Regions from separate parts of the Rattus norvegicus genome. Here region 2 is linked to region 1. A link is a contact called in public Hi-C data. All regions are on one chromosome and are shown on one strand. Each heading gives the region's core, a stretch centred on a gene start, on an enhancer-like site or on the middle of the called end of the contact. The rest is flanking DNA. Distances are from core to core; before and after follow the strand shown.

Evidence for each region. Hi-C and Micro-C count contacts between places; a contact is called where the count stands out from the background.
Region 2: a contact with region 1 is called in a Hi-C map of kidney, with 3 times the contacts expected there. The contact joins the promoter of Gad1 here to the enhancer-like site in region 1. A contact is called at or near these places in 4 of 12 Hi-C or Micro-C datasets (the A7r5 cell line, kidney, liver and 1 more).

The regions. Positions count from the first base shown.
Region 1 is chr3:75,529,038-75,532,945 of GRCr8, reverse strand. All of the region lies in intron 30 of Myo3b (myosin IIIB), which reads right to left. Among named protein-coding and RNA genes, the nearest start is that of Sp5, 150 kb to the left of the region's middle. Within about 2 kb of position 2,150, at least 2 of the 93 cell types and tissues checked have an H3K27ac peak or open chromatin away from gene starts, as enhancers often do. A contact at or near this core is called in kidney, where this site is marked.
Region 2 is chr3:75,776,023-75,780,061 of GRCr8, reverse strand. It overlaps Gad1 (glutamate decarboxylase 1), which reads right to left and starts at 2,610. Exons shown (of 17, transcript NM_017007.2): 1 at 2,498-2,610; 2 at 919-1,061. The coding sequence starts at 997.

The DNA.
Region 1 (3,908 bases), core at 901-3,400:
ATACTTGACTAAGGATGGACACGGCTGGACCCAGACCTGGACAGAGACAGTCTAGCTCCAGAGTCCTAGCCTGAATTGTCCCTGGGCTGGCTGAGGCCCCAGGACACAGAGCGCAGCATTCCCATGCAGATGCCAGCATAGCTAAGCAAGGATGAGGAGAGCAGCAGGCAGGGGAGTGGAGAAGACAGCACTGAGGGCTCTAACACATCACCACAGCAGGATGCTCCAAGTTCTAAAAGGCTATCCGAAATCTGGGTTGTTTCACGAAATGTTTCTAGTTTTGTATGTTAGAAACTAATCAAAAACTAGAGAAACACTGTATGAGCAATAACAAACACCTGCCAATGTATCTGCCATTGTATCTGCCATAGTCAAGCCAAACGTTTGGTGTGTGCCGATAGAGGGTTTCCTCATTTTGTTGTGCTGTTGCTCAGTTAGGAGGTCCCCCAAATGCAGGCCCCACCTGTCTCTGCCCATAACAGTTCTATTTCTTCACCTCATTCCCACTCATTCTTGTCTTCTTCTGCTGGACCCTTCAGTGTCCCCAGAGCAGTTCCTACACATCCTGTGGCTGGACCACAGCCTGTTTCCACTCGTATCTGGAACCCTCTTCTGCTTGTGTCTGCTCTCGGCCCTAGAGCAGGGGCCACAGGACTGAGACTTTGAAGGAAGGGGAAACGTCAACAGGTAAAGAAAGTCCAGGCAGGGTAATCCTCTCCAGGAGGATTAGCATGAAGAGACACACAGAAATGGGAAAGTAAAGGACATGTTGAAAAGCTCCCAGCAGTTCCAAATATTTGCAAAAGGCCTCTGGTCCTCGGAATCTGGTACTATAAAGAGATTGCTGACATTCTCGACATACACAAATCTTCTAAAAGAGCCCCTTGCAGAAGGATCACTGATGATTTAGGGTTTGTTGAAATAGTTCAGATAAATATTTATGTACAGCCATAAGCAAATCCACAAGGAAAAATATAACGCGAAACAGATTTCTCCTTGAAGTTCTTTCAGCTGCTGATAAGATTCCTAGCCTCAAAGGTTTTGGAAATAAATGTGGCCAATTAACAGCGTAAACATCTCGGAAGTCTAAGAAGACCCTAACGACAAGGCTCTGATGGTTATGTGTGGACGCGCTGCTAGCTGTGTCCTAGCCCTAATGGCAAGAGTGAGCCCAGGGCCTAAAGTCAACCTGGGCTTTACCCCTGAGAACAGAACCAGAAATGCAAATGAAGTTTGGCATTCAGGTTAAAGTTGAGAGTAAACATCTGGAATCGATCCTAAAGTTTTGGAAACCTCAATGCTTATCTTGGACCATAATTCTAGAACTGAACCAGAGGGGTCTTGTTCTTCCTACATCAGCTTTAAATGCTAATATTACTACTATAGTTGTTAATACTTCTGTCACCATGACCAACAACTCAACAGCCCTCTTTGCTGTGTCTAGCACTGAGCTTGCCCCTTCATGGAGATTTTTCTCTAGCCATCCCAGCTGCCTTCCCCTCTGCCGTCTAGGATTCTGAAGTTCAGAGAATGGAGGGAACACAGCAACTGTATGGAAGCCTCTAAGTGGCTGAACTAAGACCTGCACCTAGGGTTGCTCCCAAAACTCATTCTTGTTCCACACAAATAAGGTAACATACAGGGCTGGAGAGATGGCTCAGTGGTTAGGAACACTGGCTGCTCTTCCAGAGGTCCTGAGTTCAATTCCCAACAACCACGTGGTGGCTCACAACCATCTGTAAAGGGATCTGATGCCCTCTTCTGGTGTGCATGAAGACACTCATACACATAAAATAAGTAAATTAATAAAAAACATTAAGGTGCACGTAGATAGTGTTTACTGTATCATAGGAGACTACGGTTTCTTACTTCTTCCTCCCCCCATGCTCCCATTTTCCCTCTTCCCTATAAGTGAATGCACCAGCTAGGCCACGGTGCTGGGAAATACACTGGAGGATTTATTCTCCTTAGTCCTCAGTGCTGCCACGTCTTCCCACAAAGAACTCCCCACACAGAGTATTTATCAAGCAATGGAGCGATCTGTATTTCATGGGCCACATGAAAATCTGGCCCACAGTTGGGCCTCGTGACTGCAAGGCTGCTTCTCTGGATCATTAATCCTGAGGTCAGCCCAGTTGGCTCCCAGCCCCAGAACTACAAGGGTGACACCCAGAAGAAACATGTGCCCATCTCGCCGTCTTGTGAGGTGCCAGCTCTCCTTTAGCTGCCTGAATCACGAAGGTTCCAGCCACTCTGAAGTGTCCACACTGAAGCAGATTCTCTGGGGTGTATCATAGCCAGCGTGCAGAACCAGCTGCATCTTCCCTCCACATCGGAGCCCTCACCCGATTCCTATGGGTCCTTCTCACATAACTGCCTCGCTGTGGTGGGAAATGGCACATTGAAGGCCTCAGACAGGTCAGATTAAATCAAGAGCTACTTCCCTTAAGACGAGAGGGTCCCCATTGTTCGAGCAAGGCTCACAACCCAGAGATACTTTTTACTTCCTCATTCTCTGTACACCATCACCGGTTCACACAGAAAACAGAGCCGAGATGCCCCACGGCACAGACTAACTCCCTCTCTCAGGCAAGTCTGTCTTCTCTCCTGCTGAACTGACCCACTTCGTCATACATGTTGGGAGCACCTTTCCCATGGAGCTGTAGACTAGGAAATGGGTGCTGGAATACATTCCATCAATCTAAGAGTGATATAATCACGATATATTTTTCCCTCTCTGGTTGTGATTCAAGATTTAAGGTAGGACAAATAAAGACACAATGTGGATAGAACAGAGAAGGCCCTGGAGGAATCTTTGGGCATCTGGAGCCTCGCTCGGGAGGCTGTAGAATTTATAGCCTGAAAGTGTGGACGCTGGAGTAGATGGCCTGTGCTCAAATTCTGACTGTTATAAGTAACACTGCCCGTAATTTATAATCTCTAAGTGCTGGAAATGCTAGAATGTGCTCTTCTCCCATTGCTTGAGCAGGTTACTGTCTGCAAACCATTTAGCCGGGAAGACATTAACAGTAATAAGTACTAGCGATTGTTGTTCCTGGAGACAAAGGTTCTAGACTCGGACCTCAGACCTGCCCCTTAGCTCTGCACGACACTGAACAACCCCCACCAGCTGATGGAGGGCAGCCAATGGGAAATCTGACAAAGCTAACCTAAAAATGTATTTTCCTTTCTCTTCTGATTAACTTCTGTAGTGCCGGGCATCAAAGCCAGACCCGTTGTGTACTAGCCCAGCACACTTACACATCTGCAACACTGGTCAGCTTTTGAGAGCCTGACCCTAGCTGTCACCAGGGCTCACAGAGTGATACAGAAGAGAATGACCCAGTGCTGACCATTGGATGGGGCTGCAGAGATGGCCTCAAACTCCCCTGCCATCCCACCCTCTGCACATATTGTCATTGTGTCTGGATCTTCCTACAAACTCCTCCTGCCTCTCCTTCCTTCTTTCCTCACCAAAGGGAACTGCGTGTTGGCCTCTTTTTTTTTTTTTCAAACGGAAAACTTCAGTTTGTTTTATCAGCTTTAAATTTCTTTTTTAAGCACAAGCTTCATTCTATTTGGTTCTTTGCTTTTTAACTGTGCCCTCCTGCATTTAGCTGTTTCCTCTTCCTAGTAACCTATGTGACGCAGCCTGGGAGCTTCACTCGAGGGAGGAATGTTAGAAGTCTGCCCTGAAGAACAGGTCTGAGTGATCCAGAGGTCTCTAGGGCCATATTTCACAGCTGTGCTGGCCTGGTCTGAGCCCAGAGTCAAAATCCCTTCAGAGCTGATTAGTGCAGATGTCCGCTGAAACAGTACACTTCAGTGATGGCCAGGCCCTGCTGCAGTCTTTCTGACTTATCTTTGGTAACGCAGGAAGTTTCATTCTTTTTGCTTTTGCCTGTGTC
Region 2 (4,039 bases), core at 1,361-3,860, 250 kb before region 1:
TTGGGAGAGGGGTGGTGAAAGACTTAACCCCAACATGGAAAAAAAGATAAACAAATCCCGCGACTCCAGGAACTAGAAAGTCAGGCTGAATTAGAGACAGATTGGGTAGGGAAACATAAATGCCCTTTTATCTGGTTTCCCTATACTCCAAGACTTGTCACCTGCTGACAGGTCTCTAGAAAAAAAGCACAGGGGTGTTTTTGCCTCCTGGCTTGCCAAGCCGTTTCTCCTCCTAGTTAGCAGCCCTCCCCATTCCACACACATCTTGCCACTCCGGATGATGCCTAATGCCCCTCCCTAGCCTTTTTTTTTTTTTGTCTTGTCTCTAAGATGTAATTAATTAAATCGCAGGCAGTTTTGTGCACCTTTTATGCTCCTGGCTTCGCCCTCACTCGTCAATAGCTAGACGCAAATTTGGAGCAATTAGGGACCCAGAGTTTTCTAAAAGCTGCAATTAACGTCGAAATTTCCCCTGATTATGGACTGTGAATACAGCACTGGGGGCGGGGGGTGGGGGAGAGGAGAGGAGGAGGTCAGGTCTCATCCCAAACCTAGAACTAGAAAACTGTTCTCGCGGAAACTCCAGGTTTCTCACACTGCCCCTCTGCTCTGACCCCTGTTGTCCCGTCAGACGAAACCACAACAGAGCGCCTTGCACGTCTCTACCCGCTAAGACCCCATGATCTTTCTTGCCGGGGCCCCGTGTGAAGTCCTAGCTCTTAGGTGCCCTGAGAGTAACCTCGCGTCCCTGGCAGCCAAATGACCTCTAAGCAGGAACCTGGGATAGGGCCCCATTTGTTTCCCAGCCTCCATCATTTCTACGCTCTCCTTTCGCGTTCCGACAGCGCAGCTTCCCGCAGTGCCAGCGCCCCCACCCTCGCTGCAGTCCATTTAATAGGAAACTGGGGCAGGACCTACTTGTAGGACGCAGGTTGGTAGTATTAGGATCCGCTCCCGCGTTCGAGGAGGTTGCAGGCGAAGGCGTGGAAGATGCCATCAGCTCGGTGGTCTTGGGGTCTCTACTGTTCAAGTGTCCCCCGCGGTCTGGGCGCAGGAACGGGCTGCAAACAGAAGGGAGAGCTGTGCCGAGAGAGCTTCTAGGTCCTGCGGCCGGGGGCACCGAAGTCTCGGAGACAGAAGGGAAACCAAGGGCAGCGAGCTGGCTGGGTCCTGGTGCGCGGTCGGTGGGAGGGGGTGGGGAGGCGCTCGCTAGCTCCCGGACTGGGGCGCAGGCACAGAAGCCCCGGGCGACTCTCAAGTCTAGAGGCGCAACGGGGTGCCCCGAGTGAGGCTTACAGCTAAGGGGCGCCGGAGGCGGGTGCAGGACGCGAGGGATGGGGTAAGGATAGGACTAGGAGCACTAGGGAGCACTCATCGAGCGAATTCCAGCCCAGCTGAGACAAGCCCCATTGGGCTCCCAGCAGCCTGGCGGACAGGCAGAAGGGGAGGGGGGAGGGCGTGCGGGGCGGGCACGTCTGGTTCGGTGTCTGGTTCCCGTTGTTGTGTCTGGCTAATTCCTTGGAAAGAAGGAGGCTCACTGCGCCGGGGACAGGGACTTTGGTGAGACAAGGTGAGAGGAAAAAGCCGCCCCCCCACCCCAGGACTTGACCCGCTAAGAACCAGTCACCTTGCACTCCAGACAACCAAAAGGCTGCGTGTTGGAGCCTTCCTAATCAGATTATAGTCCCACCTCGTTTCTTGCTTTCTCAACCCTAGGGCGAGGCTCCGTCCCAGATTCACTGCTTCTACTCTACCTAGTCCCCAGAGTTCGTTTCACTGAGCCAGAGAAGGTGACGGAGGGTAAAAAGGAGAACGTCACCCGGTGGCCAACTTGCGCCCAGGGCGCAAGAGACCTCGGGTATAAGAGTGCGCGGCTCCCCTATTTGGTGCTTGTTCGTGGACAGAGTGAGGGAGAGGGAGGAGAGGGCGAGAGGGAAAAGGAGGAAGAGATGGGGAGAAGGAGCGGGAGAAAGAATGAGAGGAGCGGGAGGAGAGCACTAATCTGGGTAAATCTAAGACCCCGCAGAGCGCAGCCCACCAGCCGCCTTTTGCGCGTCGTCCCTCGGGCAGAGCATCTGTCCCCCCCCCCCCGCGCGCTCTCGCAGCTCGGCGGGCGGCAGTGGAACGCGGGTGCTGGGGAAGTAACAGGTTATCGCTCCTCGCACCTTCTGCCGCTGCTACCCAGGCGCGTATCCGAGAGCCGTGAGCTCCGATCCCCGAAGCGCAAGCAAAAATGGCTCTGGTGTCACTTCAGCCCCTATGTGTCCTCTCGAATGAAATTGATAAGCAAGAGCGAGGAGGGACAGGGCTGGGGGCCGCCAAACCCCAGCTGCGACAGGACTGGAGGGAAGCACTCGGTTGTGGAAGGTGGGCGACAGGCGCGTGCCGGTGGGGTGGGGTAACGGGCTGGACAAGAAGCCGCAGGCTGAGAGCACCGAGTTGAATAACCAAGGCTGGGCTCTGGCAAGTCCGGGCGATCCGGTAGGTATTTACCTACCTCGATTCAGCCACAGGGAGCTGGACCCTCCCGCGACTCCTCCGCGAAGCGTCCCCCGCTTGGCTTTGCTCTGCCACAGACGTACGTGCTGGGTGTCACCCCGGGGCTGCTTCCTTGCTTGCAGGATCCCTGGTCCGGCACGCGAGAGCCTGAAGAAGAGAGAGATCCGGAGAGGCGGCCGCTGGGCTTGGGGGAGGCGGGGGCGGAGTGGGGAGGCGGGGACCCGCTCGGCGGGGGGAATCACGAGGCCGCTGCTCGCGGGGGCAGCTCGTCCGCGCAGCGCTGGGGCTCCTTTGCAGGTGTCTGACTGCCTCTGGCGCTTTATAGGGCGATGATAAAGCCAGCTCATGGGTTTGCGACCAGAAAGGGGGGGGGGGGGGACAAAGTCCCATGAGTAATCCAGAACGCACTGGGCACGCTCTGTTTTTTGTTTTTTTCCCAATTATTTTTGAGATAAGCAATGTTGGGTGACAGCAGGGAAAAGATCATTCTTACGAAGAATTTTGTCTCACTGGGTGATTCTTCTTTCTCTTCCTTTTTGCCCTCCTTCCCGTATCTTGGAGGAGATTAGAATATTTGCTTTGCCTTAATCAATTTCCCGTGATTGCCCTGGACTGGCAATCCAGAAGGTTTTCTCTGGGTGGTGTCATGGGGAGCGCTCTACTGAGCCAATGTGGCTGTACAGGCAAAGCAGAGCTGACCACCCAGACCGTGGAGTTTCTGCACTCCAGTATCTTCATCCAGTTCATCTCCAAACTACCTCGTTCGAACACAGCTACCTGGTACCAAAAGAGGAAAGGGGTCTATTTCCCTTTCTCTGAGCCCTCTCCCTTGAGAGGGGGAAAAGAAATCTCTGTGATTGATCATGTCTGAAGGTTAATAACATGCACGAGTGCCGCTCCACACGCCTGGGGAACCGGAGCGTGGAGGTGGCTCCGGGAAGCCAGGACCGCACTCCTTGTCTTGGCCCACTCTCCGCGCTTCTTTTCAGTTTCACGGTGTTTAATGATTCTCTTTTGGCAGTATTTAAGCACCTTACTGAGTGAGCGGGGTGAAGTCCCCCACCATAAAAAAGGCGGTTTCGGCAAATTTTCCACCAGAGGGCGCCAAACACACAGAGACCCCGTGCTGGCTGCCTTTTCCCTGGTGCGCCCCACACATCACCTGGAGATGCCCACAAGGCTCTGTAATCGCAGCTACCTCCTGGCTTTCCTTTTCTCTCCCTCCGTTTCTTATTCTTTGAGGGAAAAACAAACTGAATTTTTGGGTCTGTCTGAGTGATGGGAAGTACTCTACGATCGCTTTCTCGTTTTCATAGTGATTTCTCTCAAATTGTGGCGCAGCAGACGGGTTTATTATTGTGCACCTCTGGGTCTTCGATGGTTTATCCCAGGCCTGTCTCTTTTCTATGACTGTCTTATCGACTTTCATCACCACTCAACGGAAACATTAAAATAAAAATCGTATAAATCACCGACATTTCCGTGAGGGAGCTCGAAGACACAGGGCTGGGAAGATAACAGTCTGATCAACAAAAGGGAT